2 separate regions of the Lactuca sativa genome follow, and region 1 is linked to region 2. Evidence: chromatin contacts called from public Hi-C data. All regions are on one chromosome and are shown on one strand. The core of a region is the stretch at or near the end of the contact, and the rest is flanking DNA. Distances in the headings are between cores, read along the strand shown.

Region 1 (6,890 bases), core at 326-2,825, 140 kb after region 2:
TCAAGGAAACCACAATCGTCTTTTGTGCATGGCTGGAATTCAGGTTCACACCCGTAACTCCAATCTTGGGAATTCACCATTTTGAATCCATGTAAGCAATTGCATTTCCTAACTGAAACATGAGAGTATGTGCATAGACTGTTTGGTCCACAAGCTCCATTGATCCAACAAGAATGTGAAAGCGCTTGCCATTGAACCTCCCATTTCTTTCTTCTTTCGTGTTCAACGAGACTGTAAAGTCTTAGATTACCATCTATGTCAATCTTCAACATTCTTTGTAGTACTCCAGTCCCAAAATCAGATGATTTGAATCTGCATCCATCTGATGAGATGAATTCACCATTCGAATCAAGCTTTGCTATGCGACTCTCTATGAATTGAAATCTCCCAGCTCGCCAAGTTGTTATCCGAGGATCAGGCCAGTAAGCACTGGTTGTTTCTGGACCATCATATAGAAGTCGAAGAATGCTATCATTGTCGAAAAAGAGCTTATAGAAACCCGAAGAGTAGTTATTTGCACTTCTTGAAGAAACAAGCTGTGTGTTTTTAGTGAAGAGTTGATTTGGAAGAAGGGTATCTGTCGGATGATCAAAGCTTTGCCAAAGAGGCTTTCCTTCTTGTCCTCCTTCGTCCCCATGGAGCACGAGGTTACCTGAGCTATGAAGTTGTAATTCCACCGAGGAAGACGTTGACTCCGTCTGCGTTGACCAAACAACGTATTGACCTGCATCTATCAAAACAAGATTACCATCTTCCCATAAGGATAGCTTTGAACGCTTTCCGTTTACTGGTGTATCTCTGTTAGCCATCCAGACGACGGTGCGACTACCGGATGTGGGTTTCTCCGAGAACCAGACGGCAAAAGCATAAGCATTCTCTCCGACGGGATGAAAACCGGCGGTGAAGAGACCGTTGGGTGAAACTAAAAGGTGGTCTTTGTTTTCGACTGATATAGATGAGCCTGGAGTTAAGATGTGGGTTGAGAAAGAAGAGTATATTGGTATCTTCGTGGTTAGTAATATCATGCTAAGAAGAAGAAGAAGAAGATGGCATGGTGCCATTGTTGTCCTGGAAACAGAGATGAGTCTGGAGTTATTTTAGGAGGCGAAACAAACTAACAAAGAGAGAGATGGGTTGTTGAGTGACAATAACATGTCGATGGAAGATAAGGAGTTGACTGACTTTTTGACCTTGTGATAGTGGAAAATGGAAATCCGAAATCGTTCAACTGACGTCAACTTCTAGAATTCGTAGTGGCAGGAACTTTAGTTCTAGAATTCATAGTGGCAGGACTAAAGAGGTTGTTAATAAACAAATCTTCTACCCTCGCTCAAAATACTTCTTAATTAATAATCTCATTCGATATGAAACGGGTGATTTCTAACCTGCATCTTCGTCATCTTCAATTTTTTTGTTGGTATGTTGATCACTATCTGGTATTGATTGGTCGTTAATGGCATGTGATGGTGAAGATGAAGATGCAGATCTAGATTTTGTGACCAGAACCTGTAACGATGATGGTGATGGCGATGGCGATGGCAAACCGGTAGGATTTATGTCAAAAACCAACAAAACCCGCAAAGGGGGACGGCGAATGGAGGGGGTTAGCAGAGGGAGGCGGAGGAAAGGACACATCAAAATGGGGCGATGGATGGAGATTGATATGATTAATTTAAAATATAGGTTCATCGAAGTCGTAGTCGTAGTCGTAGTCGTATTGAGATTGATATGATTAATTTAAAATATAGGTTCATCGAAGTCGTAGTCGTAGTCGTAGTCGTATTGAGATTGATATGATTAATTTAAAATATAGGTTCATCGAAGTGCACAACCAATTAGACATTTAGAACCATTGTGTGAGATGAATATGACGTTTTTCTTTGAATTTGGTTTGTATAAAATAAAAGGAGTTTGAAAGAGTTTTAGTGAAGTTGGTTTGTATAAAAATGTGATAGCCGTTTAAATATTTATTTAAATATGCAAATAGGACGTTAGAGGTGGGTTTGTGCTATGATTGTTCAAAATTGAGTTGTACAAACATGCAACCCAACAATCCCTACCAAAAATGTCTTTATAAGAGATGGTCACATGGAATGCACTTGACAACAACTCATACAGATCGTTTGGTATGGGATGTCAAAAAGTATCGTGGAACACCGGACCTATAGGAATTTCGGGGTGATTTGTTCTTTTTAATTGAAGTATTTTTTTTATTTTCCTATATCCACTTTGGAATATTTTTTAATTGACATTCTAGGTGATTCACATGGTTTGGTTGTGTGGAGATGTGCTTCCATGATATCTCACATTTGTCGGAGGTAAGGAATGAGGGAGAAAGGATTGTTGGTGTGTTTTCTTATTTGCTGCAGCAATTAAGACATTCAATATGCTAAGTTTGTTGTGTTATTGGCGGATTTTCTTCAAGTTCTACTTAAATAAGAGGGTGTTTAACATTCCTTTTAAAACAACTTTTGGACTTTTAACTTTTCCAAAAAATTAAAAAAGTTCATATGATATTTGACAAAACAGAAAAGTTCTTTTAAATCAATTTTTTATTAATAAAAATGAGTTTTTCTAAAAGTCATAAAATCTTGTCTTTTTGTGATTTTTGATTTTTAACTTTTAAAGTTCTTAAAAGTCAAGTCAAACACATTTTAAATGACTCATTTTAAATAAATAAAAAATTTTTACAAAAAATGACTTTTAAGTTAAAAAAGAAATCCCAAACACAACTTAGCTTTTTTTTGTAACTTTCTAATAGTATTGTAAGACTATGAGCCATTGTCACGTATGCGTCACATCACCTCCATTAGAAAAGTTATGTCACGTATTCACTAGATAAGTGATTGTAAGGTTATGGGGCATTGTCAGTATATATTCACTAGAAAAGTGATGTCACGTATGTGTCATATCACCTCCACTACATGTTCATTAGCCTTGGAAATGATTATTACTCTACATTTTTTATTTTTTTTTCTTTTTCTTTTTCGTTGTTTTTTTTATATCTAGATTAAAACTAAAAAAACATAATTAAATATTTCTAATTACATAAAAACACAACTTAAATTACTAAAAAAACATAAAAACATAAAATTTCAAACCTAAATTACTAAAAACATAAAAATTTAAAAATTTAAACCCAAATAACAAAAAACCCATAGAAATTAAACATAAAAATTAAAACGTTAAAACCTAATTTCCATACTTTTCCCGAACTTGTTGGATTTTCGGAAACGCGGCTAGATTTTTCAGGTCGATATCCGGTTACGACTTCGTATTTAAAATTTGAAGATCGGTAAGTGCTTGTTTCCGACGCCGAGCTTCCTCCGTTGCTTCATATTTTATTTTTCTAAAAAACTTGGAGTTCTATCAATTCTTTATGCAAGTACGTCTTCGTTACTTGCTTTTCCGCTTGAAGACACCGCCTTTTTCCTTTTATTCATTCTCTGTGGTTGACGAAGTTGGACTTCCGGTGGACCCTCTCCTTCAGTGTCATCGAAGTTGTCATTGAGGTCGACACCAAAATCCACATCCGACTCGGAAGTTCTTGCCCTTTTTATTGGAGTCAGTGGTCGATTCTGAATGCGAAGTCTCTGAGTTAAGGACCCATTTTGGACCCTTACGATAAATTTTTCACGCTTTTTGGATGTTGATCGCTTTACTGCGGTTGGTAACCTTGTATTGTTGGCAAGCGGTTGATAAAATATTGAAATCGTTGCTACTACTTTTATGCATATTTTTCAGATTTTCAAATATGTCGTTAAACTTGGTGCAAGTCGCTCGTTGTTCACGTCATTTTCCATTGACCGCATCATACGTTCGACCCGTTTGCCTTCCCAAAAGCGAGTGAAAGTGACCTAAAATACGAAGCCAAAAACTATTTCCCGTTTGCACGTTGCTCGTCCTCGAGTCACACAATATAGAAATCCAAGATTTAGCTAAAGTTTCCTCCTCATCTTCGATCCAAGTCGTTCCTCTTTTATTTGTAGCTTTTCCTTTTGCTTTCCTTCTCCTAGATGGTTGTGTTTCTTCAATCCGGTCGCCATCGTCATTATCCAAGTTTATAGGTGGACATTGAGAAAAAGGGACTTGAAATTATTGTGTTTGGAATTATTGAGATGGTTGTGTTTAGAATTGTTGAGGTTGAAATTGTTGAAATCCTTGGAAGTGTGGTTGATTGAATTGTTATGGCTTTGTTGTTGGAAATAGTTTGGTTGATATGGAATGTTGGTAAATAGAAGTTGTTGTTGGATTGGGGATGTTAACATTTGAATGTAATCTTGATATTGATTATTTGGAGTGTTGGGGTTGTTGGGGTGTTTAGAGTGGTTAGGGTATTTTGATTTTGCTCCATACTTTTGAGAAAAAATAGAGAATAGAAAAATCTGTGAATAATTTTGTGGTGTGAAAATGGTGTAAAAATGTTTGGTATTTATATGGTTTTTATTAAGGTTAAAATGTTATTTTTTTTTTAATTTCTAACGGGTCAAAAATTGACCGTTTGCAACGAATGAATATGATTAGTTGTAGAAACGCATAATTGGCCTCAATTCATACCAAACTTACGGACTTGGGGGCGGTGTTCACGCGTAAACACCAAGCCACGTAACCCTCTCCGCGTAAAAAAAAAACCTCCAGTACCCTTAGGCCTAAAGAGTTTCTCCAAGTTCTGCCGTAAAAAAAGAAAAAAAATTTTGCAAACTCCTAACCTTCAAACCGCGGTGATCTTCATCTAGTTTTAATAGTTTCATCATTTTCCCTCCCTTCGCCATATCTCAAACTTTGAAAATGTATTCTAGTAAACCCTAGGTTGATCGCTTCCAAAATGGATGAAATTTCTAGAAAACTTGATGTCGAGAAACTGATTTCATACAATGATGAACTAGTTCAGTTCTTGAAGAACGAAGGAGACATCAATGACTTGAAGCATTCTGTTGAAAATCCGACACACTCCGCTACCGATGTCGTTCAAATTATGCCGCAATTGAAAGCTCTCTTGAAGGTAATACGCCCCTCTTCGCCCTTAGTTTGTGTAAAATAAAATAAAATTACTACTCTTCTGTTACAAAAGAGATGCATATCAAACGGTTTACTTTTCAACTCTGTAATCTATCGATTCAAACTCTTCCTTATGCGAAGTTGTAATTGGTATCAACATGAAATGTTTGGTTGATGAAGTATTAGTAAAACTATGGTTTTTAATTGAAAAAAACATTTATACGGTTTAAATGTATTAAAAAATATTTATACGGTTTCAAGTAGAAAATTATCAACATTGAAAAAAATTGGAAAAAATAATGTTCGATTTGGACAAAAAAAACATAGTGTCAAAATTGAAAGAAAAAATTAAACTTAGTGTGAAAATCGAAAAAAAAGTGAAAACTTAGTGTTTTTTGTGAAAAAAAAAATTATTTTTGACATGTCAGCATATCATGCCAGCATGTCACGTCATCAAAACTGACATGTCATCATGTCACGTCAGTATGTAACCTGGTTGACCGGTCAAGTGGTCAAAATTATAACAAATTGGAAAACACGGTGTCAAATTTGAGACAAAAAACACAGTGTCAAATTAGAATTTTGATGTAAATAGAGTGTTTTTTTTTTTTTGCTATTTATCCTTTCCTCTTTCTGTAAGCAATTAACCCTATTCAGAAATCAATAAGTTATTTTCAAAGTATCAAAATCTCTCTCATTTTTCATGCATTAGTTAGTAGTTAATACATCTACTCTTTGCACCTTGGCCCTTGGGTCAATTATTCTAAGTTCTAGGAGACTAAGGTTGTACAATGTTTCAAGGGATGTTCGGATATGTGTATTCGAAGTAGTTATTATGACTTAAAGATTTATAGAGTAAACATTCACATAACAAGTTCATCAAAGCTTTAATTAATTAGGTAATTTAGATTTAGTCGCACATCCAAATCCCCCAAACATAATTATTGTAGTTTCTTTGAAGATTTTTACGTTTAAAATCAATTTATATCTAACTGCTATAAATGTGGAGTGAACAGTAGTTTGTTTGGTTTAGACTTTAGAGCAAAAGTGTCATGTAACCAAGTCACTTTCCAGGATAAGTTCTTATCTGTCAAGTAAAAAAGAATAAGTCATATATATCTAGTTTGAGTTCAATCCCCTGGAGATAGTGATTTTGATACGCGTAATACAATCTGGGAGATGATAAAAGATTGAAGCTTTGTCCAGTTGTCCTCCTCATGGAAGTTAATATTTTGGGTTGAATTTGTGAGCATTTATATTCTTGGGGGTTCATATGTATTTGTTTCTTTGCTTCTAGTAAAATTAAAAATGGTTTGGTTGTAACTATACTATGGTGTTTTTTCATTTTACTCAATGTAGAAATAACGATTTAACTGAGGAAAAATATGCATCGAGTCTAGCCAAAATGTTGCCGAATTGGTGTAAAATGACCAAAATACTAACTAATGTTATTAAAATGGAATTAAGGTAAACATTTTTATGGTGACATGGCTTTATAGTTTATACATCATTCCTTTATAATATATATATATATATATATATATATATATATATATATATATATATATATATATATATATATATATATATATATATATATATATATATATATATCATGTCACAGTTAGTGGATCCTCATGAACCGGGTTTAATATAAGGGTTTATTTACTAAAATAATCAAGCTAAGAGTGTGGCTATTTAGTAATTTAGCTTTAATTTTTTTTAAATTACTTCACAGATGGTCCTCCTTAAAAAAGAAAAAAAAAATCGTTTTATTGCAACAGCACTGGCGAGTTTAGAACGCAAAACCACATGGTTCACTATTCAAAAAAAACCAATAAAAAAAATCAAAGATAGGCTTTGAAAATCTTGATTTATACATATTTGTTTTT
Region 2 (6,492 bases), core at 3,222-5,721:
AGTACCTGAAACATAAACTGAAAATCGTAGGCACAAAGCTTAGTGAGCTCCCCAAATACAACATATCATACACACATAAATAAACATATAATGGGCCCCGTCGGCATCGAGTGCTACTCGGTATACAGATATGTCAGTCATCGGGCCTTGCCCAGTATACATATAAACATATAAACATATAACACATAACACATGCAATAATCACGAAGATAAATAGTATACAAAATATGGGTCCCGCCCGGTAAGCAAATGAGTACATAGCACATACAAGAGTCATGTAGACATCTAACATCATAACAAAATCATGGGCCAACATTGGTGCCTTCGACCCACTAAACATGGTGAGAAAACTCACCTTGCACTGCCGAATCTCACAGAAAGAATCTTTGGCTGCTGGCCTGCTAAAATCCCTGCGCTATCAATTACAAAATAATCATCCAATCAATAATTGGATCCCAACTCACACACATAGTCTAAACTAGGGTAAAAGGCCTTTTTTACCCTTCTCTATGCTTGGCCCAAGGCCCAAGCTCAAATCAAATTGTCCAAGGGCCCGATATTCTAAAATAATCATCCAAGGCCCATTATGGCCCAATTTTCCAAATGGGCCCAAACCCCTTCATGGGCCTTAAACCAAGGTCATAAATATTCTTAGCCCCAAAACAATATTATGATAGTCCGAAATAAAGCCCTAGACTCCTAATGTCCAAAATGAAGCCCAACACCGAAAAGCCCAACTTCTGCAACCCACTGTTGAGTACATGGGGCGTACTCAGCTTGTATGCTAAACGTACTCACTTTAGGGCTTGTACGCCCAGTATACTCCCCTGTTTGGCCAACTTTTCATTTCCAGCTCTTAACTGAATAAGACCTCAATCCAAACTAAGATATGACTTCCTCAAGATGGTTTATCACGTAAAGTTGTCAAATTTACGTGCATGCATGACTTAATGAGACTCTTGAGCTCAAAAGAGCTTAATTCATGCATGAGACCATAAACACCATAAAGTTTGCACCTTTAAGCTTGAGGAACTCTTCAAACATCCATATCTACAAGATTTAGCTTCTAAAACGGCCTTAACCCATCAAGACCAACCAAAAAGGGACAAAAGGGGCATAAAACCATAACATGAAGAGATCTAAGTAAAGAGTAGCTAAGGTATGAACTTTATACCTCAAAAGCCACCACAAGATGGAGCTAGATCTGGATATCTAGGCTTCCTTCCAATGAATGAGTCTTCCAACTTCATCTTCTAACACTTCAAGGAGCACAAACCTCCAAAAATCAAGACCAAGGCTCAAGACACACTCAAAGATGCTATTAGGATTTTAGGATAATGGAGGCTGATAAAGAGACCAACCCTAGGAACTTAAGGAGTTTATATAGGGTGCAACACCCTAAAATTAGGGTTTCATTAAACCCCTGGTATGCCCAGCGTACGAGGCTTCGGTCTCGCGATCAACTTCCTCCTCAGTACGCTAAGCGTACCATGTGGTACGTCCTGCGTACTAGCATCTCAGCTAGTACACTAAGTGTACCCAATGGTACGCCCCGCGTACTAACTCTAAGGACCAATGCAGTATCTTAAACAAAAAGGGCTAAAGGAAATTACCAAATTCAAGCGTTACAATATTCAAATTCTAGTTGTTATAATAAATAGTTTTTTAAAATATAATAATAATAATAATAACTGATTGAAGGGTTTTTGCCACAAAAAAAAAGATGGAAATCGGCCAATGGGGTGAAGAGAGAGGAGACGGGATAGCCTCCCGTCGGTCCGAGCCCGCATACGCTAAACCGTGTTCACAATATTGTGTTTCCGGCTACGGTTTCTTTCCCGCAGCTCCTTTCTCGCTAACTATTGACTTTACTATTTTAGTAAAATATATCATAGGCATAGAGCTGATAGTATTAACAAAGTTGATTGTATTTGTCCAACAACCCTGTTGGTTATTTGGTAAAGCTATAGCAGAAACTTTACTTGGCACCACTAATTACACGTATCAGAAACTTGCAAGTAACAAATACTAGAAAGAACTGTGTGACAAGTCACAAAAGTCAAGACGCTAATAAGATTTTTTTTCTTTTATTCAAAATGTCATATTTTAATGTTTGACAAAAAACTGTTATGATCTTTTGTTGATACAAGTTCACGTCATCAGGACCATGACTTACAAAAAGATAATTTTTATCTTTTATTCATTACGTTACTATTATTATTTTTTTTTTGAGAAAATAAAATTTCTCATATATTTTTTTTTCTTTTTATTTATCTTCCTACGTTAAATATTTAATGTAACAAATGTCACAAAATATTATTAATTTTATTAAATTCGATACTACTGATTTTTATTTTTTACTTTTTCTTTTTATTTTTCTTTCTATAATTTTTTTCTTTTCTATTTATCTTCCTAAAATGTTAAATGATAACAAGATTACATAATACTATTATTTTTATTAAATATGATATTTGTTATTATTTAATATGAATAAAAAATAGATTAAAAAAAAACTTTTTTTCAAACATGTGGACTTAAATAAAAATAAAAAGCCTGAAAATGACGTTTGAGATTTCTTATTCCCACATTGGGATTTGGGAAGATACATAAAAATGATTAAAATCTATCCTTTTCTAAACGTCATGATGTATTAAATAAATGATAAATACCGTCTTTGAATAAAAATAACATGTGTTCGTCATCAGATTGAAGACGTAAATGTAAAATAATATATATATATATATATATATATATATATATATATATATATATATATATATATATATATATATTAACAGTTTAAGTTGTTTAAATTTTGAAAAATTAAAGATTAAGACTATTTGGAAAGGAACGAGAAGGGAACAATGCCAATGGGGCCAAATGGCCAATAACTGAATACGAGTGAGTTACCGAGAACCGGAGGGTCCGGTTATATATATCAAATTATTTAAACCCGGTTTAATTTTATTTTTCCATATTTGATGACCGGGTCCTACCTCACTCTCTATTCTCCTAACTTCAACTACCACCAGCTCTTCCGTCAATCGTTTTATCTCCACCGCCATTACAAAATTACAATTATACCCTCCTACCACTTTCACACACCACCCTTTTCTCGTAACCACCGTCAAATTCTCCCCCTCCGCTACCTCAACCACCTTCTCAATGATTTTCTCCGGCGAATCCTTGGAAAGAAAACGTTCTCCGACCTCTCGATCATCTAACAGCCGAGACAGGTTATAGCCGGACGAGTAGGAGATTATATCGAATGCGTTCATTACCTTCAGATTGTCGCTGGTGGAGGTGGATGTGGCGGAATCGCCGTCATCCTCGTCGTCTTTCAGTTCGAGATGATCGCAATGAAATTCGACCTCTTTGTAACCGATTTTAAACCAAGGATCGTTGATTATTTCATCCACGGTGATTCTCGTTTGAGGATTCGTGTCGAGGAGACGTGATATAAGCCGTTTCAGATCCGGCGACGTCCACCTGGGAACACGAAATTCACCGTTGTAAATTTTCCTATACATCACCATTAGATTCGGATCGTTGAACGGAAGATAACCTGCGTTGAGGACGAACAAGATGATGCCGCAGGACCAGATATCCACCTTTGCACCATCGTAACCTTTCTTCAACAAAATCTCCGGTGCCACGTAAGCAGGGGTCCCGCAAAGCGTGTGGAGGAGTCCGTCGGGTCGGATCTGCTCCGTCAGAGCTGATAATCCAAAATCGGTTACTTTCAAGTTCCAATTCTCATCCAAGAGGAGATTTTCCGGCTTCAAATCTCGGTGGAAGACGCCGCGTGAGTGGCAGTAACCAACGGCTGAGATGAGTTGCTGGAAATATCGACGGCTGAGATGCTCGCTAAAACGTGATTTGGCAACTTTGGCAAATAACTCGCCTCCTTTTGCGAATTCCAATACAAAGTAGATTTTCTTCTTGTTGGCAAGCACTTCGAGAAGGCGCACGATATTAGGGTGGCGCAGCCGGCGCATGATAGAGATCTCGCGTTTGACGTTGGCAGCAAGGCCTCCTTTCAGAATCCTCTGCTTGTTGATAGCTTTAATTGCCACACTCTTCTCCGTTTGCACATCACGCGCGTGATACACCTTAGCAAAGGCTCCATAGCCAAGGAGACGACCGACCTCGTATTTTCCGAACAGGGTTTTCTCCGCCGTAGACGGCAATCCGTCGCCGGCATCCTCTATAGCCGGCATCAGGTACACTTCAACATCAAAAACGCGATTTTAGCAGGTTTTTTGCCTCTGTGATTTGATTGATATGAATGATAGAGTAAAGCAGATTTTGGCAGGAAATTGTGATTGTTCTGAGCTGGAGGAAAGGTGGGGAATCATGGAGAGAGAGAGAGAGAGAGAGAGAGAGAGAGAGAGAAATATGTGTAACAAGTTTGGATGTATTTAGTATTTAAGTTTTGGTATTTGTTGAGTTTTTTTTTGGCAAAAGATTACTCCCCAAAAATGAACAAAAGAAATACCTAATAAGAATAAACAATTTGTTGTAATATATATATATATATATATATATATATATATATATATATATATATATATATATATATATATATATATATATATATAAAGGCTTAGATTTATTAAATAATAAAACACGTATCATTCATATATGGGATTGATTAAAGATGTATTGGTAGTTTTGCGCATACAAATATACAATAGTGTATTCCTTTTACTATACTTTTAAAACTACGGAGGATATTTTAATAAACAAAAATACCGTGAATAACGTTGAATCTTTATATTCAAAACACATGTGATCTCTTGTATTAGTGCACGTAACTGAAATCGATTGAATCAATGTTGGTTCAACTACGTCACTATATCTAAGTTTGGATTAATACATTAATGGACAATTCAACTCCATCTAATTTTCAACAAAAAAAAAACAAATAAATTACACAAATCATCATTTGGGCTGATCTAGAAAAAAAAGGAAATTACACGAATCGTTCGTTAGGCTTGATTCAATCAATTTCTTTGTTGATTTGGATCGTTTTTAATTACTTTCAAACTCATTATTTGTCCCAGATTTGAAAAATTGTGTTGTTTTGTTTTGTTTTGTTTTGTTTTTTTTTTGTTGTTTTTTTGGATCTCATGATTTGTCCAAGATCTAAAATAACTGTGTTGTCTTTGTTAAATTTTTTTAATTTACTTATAATTTATTTATTATTAATAACTTAAAAGTAAAATAATTTACACGAATCATTTGTCCCTATATTTTATTTCTCATTTGGATCGTTTTTAATTAGTTTCAAACTCATGATTCATCCTTATTATATCTGAAATGATTATGTTATCATTTTTAATTTACGTGTAATTTATTTATTATTAATAATTTAAAAGTAAAATAAAGTTTTGGTCCCAATGGTTTGCACAAAGCAACACTTTTGGTCGTAGTATTTCGAGTTGGTCATGGATTGTCCCTATCTCATTGTTTGATAACACCCTTGGCCTCTAACTCTGTTACCCTTTCTAACACAATGAGTAGCAATGTAAAAACACTAAAATGCCCTCAAGGCATATTTACTAAAACCCTAAGCTGAAGAAAAGGTCAATCGTGTTCTACTTCCTCGCCCTCTCATTCCCGGCTCACAACAACCCCACTTCCACTTATGTCTTTCTTTTGGCCACCGTTATGCTCACCCTCATGTATATTGCATGCACCATGCCAATATATCCATGTGTGACACGGTCTTCTCCATTAATCCGTCATCGTCCAGAAAGCCCTCCCTCCTCCGATTCTTTGTCTAGAATTACCATTCCCGACACTCAATGTCATGGATAGGTTTGCTAACCCTCAAAATTTGGTTGTCAGAGTCTCCATTGTCAGTGGTGGTTGAGGATACCATTTTCCCACCTAAGAATGCAAATTGGAAGATTTCTAGTCTTGGTGAGTGTTTTCAAAATGTCATTTAATGTTATCATTAGAATGAGTGTTTGAATTCATACAACGATTTATTAATTCTAACATATTTAAGCTTGATTAAGATTTTGGAACCCGAATTAGGCAATTAGGGCTTAGTGTGTGTAACTATGTTTCTTCAATTATTTTTTTGGAAAGGGAGCTTCCCTAACAAGTTCTTCAATTTTTTTTGGTATAGGCATGTTGGGTTTTTATTCAAAAACTAGTTTTAAAAACATGATTTTTTAGGCAATGGAAGACTTATAAATTTTGAATAACATAAACAGGTTAAACCCACAAATGATCATCTTGCAAGTTGTAGAAAGATTAAATACCAACCTAAGAAGATATGAAGAAATAACAACCTTTGTAGTTCTTTGGATCCTCTTGGGTGGCTTGGAAGTTGATGAAGAATGATGAAGTTAAGAGACACCAACAATGACTTAACTTGATGTAGAATGCTAGTTCTTTTGTATAAAACTCTTATGACTCTTAAGCTTTATGTTCTTATCAAAATAAGAACATAAATAGAGCATCAAATGCAATTAATCT

What was found. A called contact is a pair of places that touch in the nucleus more often than the background predicts.
Region 1: a contact with region 2 is called in a Hi-C map of leaf, with 4 times the contacts expected there. The contact joins the promoter of LOC111890761 here to the promoter of LOC111890719 in region 2. A contact is called at or near these places in 4 of 4 Hi-C or Micro-C datasets (bud, leaf and seed).

Annotation. Positions count from the first base shown.
Region 1 is chr5:311,431,824-311,438,713 of Lsat_Salinas_v11, forward strand. It overlaps LOC111890761 (putative receptor protein kinase ZmPK1), which reads right to left and starts at 1,576. Exons shown (of 1, transcript XM_023886849.3): 1 at 1-1,576. The coding sequence starts at 1,061.
Region 2 is chr5:311,293,390-311,299,881 of Lsat_Salinas_v11, forward strand. LOC111890719 (CBL-interacting serine/threonine-protein kinase 14) reads right to left here and starts at 4,472. Exons shown (of 1, transcript XM_023886800.3): 1 at 2,805-4,472. The coding sequence starts at 4,220. The coding sequence ends at 2,907.